Regions from separate parts of the Mustela erminea genome. Here region 2 is linked to region 1. Evidence: chromatin contacts called from public Hi-C data. All regions are on one chromosome and are shown on one strand. Each heading gives the region's core, a stretch centred on a gene start, on an enhancer-like site or on the middle of the called end of the contact. The rest is flanking DNA. Distances are from core to core; before and after follow the strand shown. Region 1 has its middle 39 kb from the start of F2RL1. Region 2 overlaps IQGAP2 (ras GTPase-activating-like protein IQGAP2).

The links. A called contact is a pair of places that touch in the nucleus more often than the background predicts.
Region 2: a Hi-C map of fibroblasts shows a contact between it and region 1, with 2.6 times the contacts expected there. The contact joins two enhancer-like sites. A contact is called at or near these places in 2 of 3 Hi-C or Micro-C datasets (fibroblasts and spleen).

What each region holds. Positions count from the first base shown.
Region 1 is chr3:62,513,546-62,518,137 of mMusErm1.Pri, forward strand. No RefSeq gene overlaps it. Among named protein-coding and RNA genes, the nearest start is that of F2RL1, 39 kb to the left of the region's middle. Within about 2 kb of position 2,751, the one cell type or tissue checked has open chromatin away from gene starts, as enhancers often do. A contact at or near this core is called in fibroblasts, where this site is marked.
Region 2 is chr3:62,608,497-62,613,301 of mMusErm1.Pri, forward strand. It overlaps IQGAP2 (ras GTPase-activating-like protein IQGAP2), which reads right to left. Exons shown (of 35, transcript XM_032335922.1): 20 at 2,290-2,498. Among named protein-coding and RNA genes, the nearest start is that of F2RL2, 34 kb to the right of the region's middle. Within about 2 kb of position 1,850, the one cell type or tissue checked has open chromatin away from gene starts, as enhancers often do. A contact at or near this core is called in fibroblasts, where this site is marked.

The DNA of each region.
Region 1 (4,592 bases), core at 1,501-4,000:
CCCTGTACTTTGCTCCCTCTGTCTACACACTAGGTCCTCTTTTCATCTCCCAGAAATTAATCACAACCTCTTAACAGCTGATGCCCAACCCGTCTCTTATTGTCTTTGTGACTATGGATTTAGACTATAGATTTATGTTCTTTATCACTTCAGCAGGATCTTGGGAAAGATGGGTGACACATCTAAGCACTCAGATCACTTCCTGAATCACAACCAGTTTCATATACATTTATTTTCCCTTGCCTTTTTGTTTTTATAAATGCTAGAGCTGCATTTAAATCTATTTTTGCTAAAAAAGCAAAACAAAAGAAAACAAAACCTTGGAAACTATTGCCACATGTTTGTACAAAAGTTTTGCAAACTTCACTAGTTCCTTTGGATAATTAGGAATTACTGATTTATTAACTGATGGTTAAGATTAAAAAAGAAATACATAAGCAATGTATGACTCCCACATGTTAGAAGATGCAGCCCTGATTATTTCTCAGAACAAGGCATTAGGAATCCACAAGCTTCCAGAACAAGGCATTAGGAATCCACAAGCTTCCAGCAAAAATCTTTGCTCCCACTCCTGATAAGTTTATAATTTACAGAGGAGAACAGATACTTGTGTTTACACCCCCAGGTAAAGAGCAAAGCCAGTGAGGAATAAATAATACCAATTGACAAAGTCATGAGGATTCAGAGGACCCTTTTGCTGTCAATTCTAATAATTTGTCTCTTTGAACAAAAGTCTGTTTTAGCAAAGTAATCGCAACTGCAGAAAAATGGCAATGTTTTGTCTCCTGCAGAGTACACATAAATTTTATGGATCTTAGCTTCCTTGGAAGGACTGAGGATCAGTTAGAATTTTCATATTTAGGTAAAGAATCTTATTGGAGATCAGTTATAGTTAACCTTCTTATAAAAGCTACAAATAATATAAGAACAACAAATCTAAGACTTCTTTATTACACCACTCTGCACTCTGCTTGCCGCTCTGCATACCTGTGCTATCTCTGTCGAATTAAAAAAAAAAAAAAAAACCCTCTTTAAAAATTTATGTAGTTATCTGACAGACACACAGAGAGAGCGCACAAGCAGGGAGAGCAGCAGAGGAAGAGGGAGAAGCAGGCTCCCTGCTGAGCAGAGAGCCCAAGGTGGGGCTCCATCCCAGGACCCTGGGATCCTGACCTGAGCCAAAGGCTGGCTGAGCCACCTAGGCACCCCTGAATATCATGTTTTTATGTTGATAATACTCTTCTTAAAATAATGGATACCTTTTGTAAATTGTTGGAATGACCTCATTTTAAATGAGTCCTACCCAAAAGCCACTGGGCCCACCTTTCCCTCTGTGTTTTGATTCCATGGGCTCCAAACTGTGTTTGGAGTGAATTAGAAAGGATCCGGGCGCATTTCACAGGTAAATGATGGGATTCTGCTCCACGAGCCAGGGCAAGCTGCGTGAGTGCAGGCTTGGCCACAGATCCAGTTGAGGAGAAAGGGTAAGAGAACAGAGTCATTACAGGGCTTGTGGTGGCACAGACGTACTAAACTCAAACAAGAACCTGTCCTATGTCAGTCAGTGCCCAGAACACTACATTTTGTCCAGAAAAGAAGTCCCAGATTAGGCTTCCTGGTGTCAAAGCTGGTTCCCTGACCCCTTGAGACCTGTCTTCTTAGCAAGTGTATTAACTTTTCTGGCCCCACTGTCCTTCTCAGCCCTATGGGAATAATAAGGGCACTTAACCTCTGGGTTGTTGTGAGGTTGAATGAAGTCATGTGAAGTACTTGAGCCAATACTCTGTAATTCTCTCAGCCAGATCCTCCTCACTTAGATGTCTCACCCATATATTAATTGGGATTGACACCCAAAGAGGGTATGAGTGGGGTAGAAAAGCATGTCACTTTTTGAGGAATGTGGATATTGCATTGCCCGGAAAGAAAAATTGGGCTGAGTGTTATAGACATCCTTTAATTTGCCCTTATCAGTGGACAGGTACAAATCCTGTGAGATGCTGGTTAAGGAAGACCGTGGATATCAGCTTCATTAAACCCTGCTAGGCTCCATCTTGGACTGGAAGACTGAAAAACTGAAAATGCTAGTTCCTACATTATAACAACTCTGGGACACTTGTGTCTCTCTCCTTTTAGAGAGCTCTGTTCTGCTCTGTGGAAGGGAAACTGATCCTTTGGAAGTCGGTCACTCTTCTGTTTTGGTCATTTGTGAGGTATCATCATAGGTACTGCTCAGGTCTTAATTCGGGAACAAAGGGTTCCAGGATTTTTAAAGACTGTGTTCATAACATCAGTCTCCTCAGAGAAGAATCACCCCTCTGCACACCCGATGTGCCTCTGGGCCAACTCTAGAAAGGTACTCTGTAGGAGGAAAGAAAACCAAGCAAGTGAACATAAATCACCCCTCACCCTAGACCCACACAATGAACAAACCCAGGTTCTGGCTAGTTGCCAACACTCACAAATTCTACAGTCTGGACTCTTTGGCCAAGCCTTTTGTCTTCTGTCATTTCAGCAGGGGTGGGGGGGTGAGGGGGTGAATGTGTGATTATGCACTCAGTTTTCACTAGGCAGAGCGTGCAGGGAGACGGAGAGCCCCCGGGTTCTGCACCCATCCTGAGAACCTAACAGAGGGCCTCGAAGGTTAGTTAGGCTGACACCCTGAACAACCCACAGTCCACAACAGACCAGAGGCCAAGGTTAAACCACTGGCCCTCCTGGGAAGCCAGCTCATTCAAATGCTAAGTAAATGTTCCCTGAAAGAAACTGACCCCAGGCACGAGATTCTTTCCTATGTTAGGTCATCAGCAAAGTGGTTTAGAGAAAGCCAAGTGGCCTCTGGACATGAATGGATGACCTTTTGAATCATACGCAGTTTGTGGGACAGAAACCCGTTGCTTTAAAAACGAGTCTTGGCAGAGCTTCGCATGTTAGCGCTATCTTACCTTGGCCTGAGTTGGTCAGATGTGCAACCTGAAACCCTGTCCTAGCCCCACCACAGAGCAGGTAGAGAGGGATGCCAAGCTCAAGAGATTGATTTCAGCAACAGCTAAGCAACAGCTGGGTGTGGAGCCCTTTGTGGAGGTCACAGAGTAGATCGGATTTTAGGTGCTTTTGATGTTTTGTCCTTTTTTCTCCTTGACAGTTTACCAAGGGCGGAGTGTTACGTGAAACCAAACCTAAACACCAGGTCCTACTTGTCAGGAGTTCACAGTCTCATTGAACAAAAGGTGCTATCTTCCCTTGCTTGCTTCCTCCTGGGTGGTTTTACTAAGTCTTAGTGGAAGCAGGAAGGAGGATGAAATAAATCACATTCTTTAATGTATGGCTCTTTTAAAAAAAATGTTATTTATTTGAGAGAGCAAAAGAGAGCACAAGGAGTGGGGGAGGCAGAGGAAGAGGGAGAAGCAGACTCCCTGCAGAGCAGGGAGCCCAACGCGGAGCTCCATCCCAGGACCCTGAAGGAAGCTGAAGGAAGACGCTTAACCTACCGAGCCACCCATGTGCCTCTGGATTCAGTCTTTAAAAAGTAGAAACTGAGGGTCCTGGAATCGAGCCCTACATTGGGTTCCCTGCTCAATTGGGAGTCTGCTTCTCCCTCTCCCTCTTTCCCAGCTCATGCTCGCTCTCTCTCTCAAGTAAATAAATAAAATCTTAAAGAAAAAAAAAAAAACTGAAAACAGTTTATGAAAGTCCAGTTTTTACATCCACATAATGCAATATCTGGAGAAAGAGAAAATAGCTCTCCCTTTAAACATCCAGAAATCTTCTTTCCCAGGAATTTTTGGGATACCTCCGTTGTGTGTCATTGGCCTGGATTAGGGCACCTATTCCTGAATAACCCCTCGGTCCAGAGGACTGGGTTACTTTCAGATTTACCAGGCCCATATCTGGGTCTGGGGTTGGAGTCAGCCTTTCTTGAAACAATCAGGCTGTGTGGCGTGGGGAGAGCTTTGTGAAATTTGGAAAGACTCAGACAACTTTTAGGAAGAAAAAAAAAAAAAAGGATAGATGTGGGGCTGGTGACCAAAACTACCCACCGAAATTTTCTTAGCTAACCTTTCAGAACACTTTTTCTGGTGTTTCTCATGCGATGGGGCAGAACAAGGAAGCCCAAGCAGTAGTTATCATATCTCACTATCTGCCAGGTGCTGTGTATTACAGATAACTTCTCATTTTAGTCCTTAGAACACTGTGCTGATGGGGCACCTGGGTGGCTCAGTGGGCTAAGCCTCTGCCTTCGGCTCCAGTCGTGATCCCGGGGTCCTGGGATCAAGCCCCACATCTGGCTCTCTGCTCAGCAGGGAACCTGTTTCCTCCTCTCTCTCTGCTTGCCTCTCTGCCTACTTGTGATCTCTGTCTGTCAAATAAATAAAATCTTAAACAAACAAACAGAAAAACCCACAGTGTGCTGAATGTGCATATTCTGCTCCCATTTTATAGATGAGGAAGCCAAGGCCCAATGAACTTCAGTGACTTGCCTGAACACTCAGGACTAGTCAAGATGGAGATGAAGTTCACAGTGTGGGTCCTACGAGTGTGAAGTACGTTTAACCACTACCAGCACTGCCACCCCCACCCCTGACCCAACCACA
Region 2 (4,805 bases), core at 600-3,099, 94 kb after region 1:
AATAATCATTAGCTTAATTTCCAATAAGTAATCAATATTTGGAATTTGAAAACATAAGTTGAAAAATCACGTCTGCAAAATAAGTCAATCGGAGAAAGACAACTATCATATGATCTCCCTGATACGAGGAAGTAGAGATGCAACATGGGGGGTTAAGGGGGTAGGAGAAGAATAAATGAAACAAGATGGGATTGGGAGGGAGACAAACCATAAGTGACTCTTAATCTCACAAAACAAACTGAGGGTTGCTGGGGGGAGGGGAGTTGGGAGAAAGGGGGGTGGGGTCACGGACATTGGGGAGGGTATGTGCTATGATGAGTGCTGTGAAGTGTGTAAACCTGGCGATTCACAGACCTGTACGCCTGGGGATAAAAATATATTATATGTTTATAAAAAATAAAAAATTAAAAAAAATCACGTCTGTTTCACAATGCTATCAATTGGGAATACTTTTTAAAAATCTTCAACAGTCCTCAGGACCTGAAAATTTGCCACAATTTCATTTTCCTCATGAATAACAAGCTACATGTTACGTCTACTATTCAGTGTTTTGCAACAGCCTTTATTTTAAAAGGCAAGGCATTTCCTGTTTACAACTTTATGGGAGGAGGGTAAAACAGAAGTGGAAGGCTTTAAAAGGAATTTTCTGAAGGACCTTCTGGAATATATTATACTTTACAAATTCTCATGTTTGTCAAATAATACACTTTTTTTTTTAAAGGAGAAAAGTACTATTTTTCTGGATGAAATAATGAAAACAGACTTAAGACAGAACATTTAAATTGTGCTTTTCTTAATAGTTAGAAAAGATCATCATTTCCTGTTTTATAAATTGCTCCATTTTCTTCATTTTCTCTGCACTCACTATTTCTCTGCGAGGGCCAGAGACAAGAGTGCGGCATTCCCGTCCACTACTCTGCTGGCCTCCTGAGCTGCTCATTTCCCAGAACCACAGACTCAAGTTAGTGGCAGCTGGCACTCTGTGTTTCACTCATGGTAGCTTTCTCAGAGTTTCCAGGAAGTCAGCTTCCCATTCCCCTCCTAACCTACCCGTTTTCTAAAAATTGACGTGGCACTGGAACCGGGGCATGGAGAGAACTCTTACCCTACAAGTCTCCTTTCTTAGGTAAAAATGATACTTTTCACATGGTTTGAGAGAGCTCTGAAATGAGCACAGATACAAAACTATAGCATTATTTACTTAGAGGCTGTTTTGGGGGCAGTCCACTCTGTAGGGGCCATTTTGGAAATGTGTAAAGGTGTCTTTTTTTTTTTTTTAAGATTGCATTTTTTTTTATTTGGGGAGAGAGAGAGAGTTAGTGTGAGTGGGGGGAGGGGCAAAGGGAGGGAGAGAGAGAGAATCTCAGGCAGATGCTGTGTTAAGTGCCAAGCCCAGCGTAGGGCTTGACCACAATGACCCTGAGATCATGACCTGAGCTGAAATCAAGAGTCGAATCTCCAAATGCCTGAGCCACAAGATGCCCCGTAAAGGTATTTTTAAAAAAACATCCTAACAATTAGAAGGTACTACTGGTTTCTAGTGGATGGGGACTGGGATGCTCTGCTATCCTGCAATCTGTAGGGCATTCCTGCGTAACTTCTCCACATTTTGCATGGCTGGATTTGTCAACGTCCTGGTGGTCATTCTGGTATGTCAAAATTCTGTGATTATTTGAGCCTAAAAACTAGTTGTTTTAGATATAACCAAAATACATTTCCTCCCAATTTTAATATACACTGACTTTTCTAGGACTGCAGTTCGGTGGGGGAGATCAATGTGCTTATTCTGAACTTAACGAAGAGTTGTTTTCCATTCTGGGAAGTGAACTCACAGACAGTTCCCCCCTCACTGGCATTGGTCTCATCTGTGACTATTCATACTCCGTTAAGTTTGTGGTTACTCTGGGAAGAGGCCCAAGCCTCAGGCAACTTGATCACATCTTCTAATGGCACCGGGCCCATGTACTTTCATGTTGCAAACCATGTTTTTATTATCGATTACTTTTTTATATTCATGGAAAGGCCTCAGTCTCATTATGAAGGTACATATGTAAGTAGGCTTTGTTTCCTATAAATTTCATTTCAGAATGGCAAAGAAATCTTACAAAATATATTAAAAGGGCAGGGTCCTAAAATTTTGCAGGTCTGAGAACCATGAGAAAAATGGTCGGTGAATTTGGACAACACATTCTGGATTCCTAATAAGTTTAGCTGGACAAAGATGTTACGGGCAAATACACATGCTCCTTCTCTCTTCTGGGAGCCAAGGGCCCCACAGACCGCACTGACCTCCAGTGTTATCCTATTCTTCACCAGGAGCCCAATCTTGATGTCCATCAAGTTCAGGTCTTTCTCGAGCTGTTGATTGGCTCGGATCTTGGTCACCACTTCTTCCCTTAACCGTGCGACCTCCAGTTCCTCCTGAAAATCCAAGTTACTTTGGTCCAGTAGGTGTACAAATTTTCGGATTACTGTTAATGGTGGGTTTTCAGAGCCAACTGTGGGGAAAGAAGAGGCATGCTTTCATTAGGCATGGTTGGAACTATCATCAATAGGAGAAGAATCAGGTACTTCACTAAAACATTACGATAAAAATATGGCAATGGAAGTACTTGGTCACTATAATGACTTGTTCTGCCCATGTCAAGTCTGGATAGGGAAACTGATCTTATAAAAAACCGCATACCACCAATGCCATCTGGTCTGTCTTCTCATTATCTAATACTCATTTATCAGCCTTCTTCCACACTGCTTCCAGGACTCTCCCACTGAGAAGACAGTTCTACCTATCTGCGCCTTATTGATGAGGATCGTGAGAAGGTATGTTAACTAAGTTATCTCTGGGACCCTGTGGATGAACCAGATAAGAGACTCCTGTTCTTGCTAGAACAAACAGGAAGTGGCTTCTCTCAGCCCAAAATACCACGAGGGAGCGAGCAGGAATTAGGTGAAAGTTCAATTAGAAAAAGTCAACGCGAGGAGAACTGTAAGACCAAACAGGAGCTAATGGAATGACAAGTGGAACGCAAATTCTATGTGGCACAAATTAAAGGGTTTTAGTGGGGCACCTGGGTGGCTCAGTCAGTTAAGCGTCTGCCTTTGGTTCAGGTCATGATCCTGGGGTCCTGGGATTGAGTCCTGCATCGAGCTTCCTGCTCGGCCCTCCACCCCCCAATTTGTATTCCTCTTCTCGCTCTCTCTGTCAAATAAATAAATAAAATCTTTAAAAAAAAAAAAGCATCTTAGAAATTGAAATTTGGTCCTTGTCCTTTCCGCACAGACCAAAGGAGGGCACTCAGAGGCTGGGAGATCAGCCTCAGCTGTTGAGAGGGGGGTCTACATTCTAAAGGCGTTTTCTCTCAGTGTTTTGAAACTTAACTATGCTTTAATTCCATGGCATGCTGTCTTCACAAAAAATACAGTTGTTAAAGAGTTTAGTGAACACTGAGTCAACTGTAAGAATAAACGATGTGGACCCTCCGTGATGAATGATGACACACAGCAGCGCAAAGATGACTTGAAAAAGCTCAGCCCCATTGTGGCAACTTCCATCACCATCCTCTTCCTTACACTGAGACCCTACCCCATCTTCTTTCTACTTCCACCTTGGTTCTGTGGTGTTTTGACATTCAAGAAATAAGAAGAGTTAAAACAACCACGCAAAGAACTAACAGCATGAACCCCATATGGAAAACCAAATCTAGGGGCATCGGTATTCGTATTTTGCCACTTCTGATGGGCTTTATTGCAGAAATTACTTCGGCTCTTGGGACCTTTCTTTTCCTGATCACTGAAGCACATGTGAATTTATCATCTACTACTTCCAACAATGATGTTGCTAATGACATGGCCATTTTAGAAAAAGCCAGAGCGATGTTCCAGAGCTCACATATGTAGCTAAGCTGCGAGGACACGAGCCAGCTCACCTGGTCTCCAATTCTTTCTGCTCCTAAGGACCGCTTATCTCTGTATGTGCCAATAAACATGTTAGAAACAAATTAGTATTCTAGCTTTAGTAATTATTACAGCCCCAATTTAATATTTCCTCTGTCAGCAGAAGCCCTATGACATCTTCAGGCTCAGAATCACTTTGGGATATCTGAACTTCAGAGAATCACCTAACTTGACAGTCATCACTGGGAAGTGGGCTACATCACAGTTGCAATAACCAACAAGCCTAAATGAACTCCATTTCTTTCCAGAAGGAATGGGTGAAAATCGATGATGACAGACCAATAAAAGTGACTTTCTTTTTTCAGATTAAAAATGCCTTAGTCTTTGGGTGCCTAGGGGGCTCAGTTGGTTAAGTGTCTGTCTTTGGCTCAGGTCATGATCTCAGAATCCTGGGACTGAGCCCCATGTTTGCTCCCTGATCAGTGGGGAGTCTGCTTCTCCCCCCGCCCCCGCTCATACTCTCTCTCTCATATAAATAAATAATACCTTAAAAAAATGCCTTAGTCTTATAAAGATGCTGAATTGAGAAAGAAATGAAAAGTTACGTTTCAGTTACCACAGAACCACCCTGTTTGGGTGTTCACAGCCCAGAGCAGCCGAGATCTAACTTACTCACAAACATAATTTCTATCTACCTTCTATGCTTTAACATAAAATCACCTGGATTTTTAAATTGGAATTTCTTTTGTCTTTGAAATTTAAAAAATATGTAAAGGGGTGCCTGGTGGTTCAGTTTGTTAAGCATCTGATTCTTGATTTTGGCTTAGGTCATGATCTCGAGCCCTGCATCAGGCTCGGTGCTCAGCAAAGAGTCTGCTTGAGATTCTCTCTCTCCATCTCCTCTTCCCCTC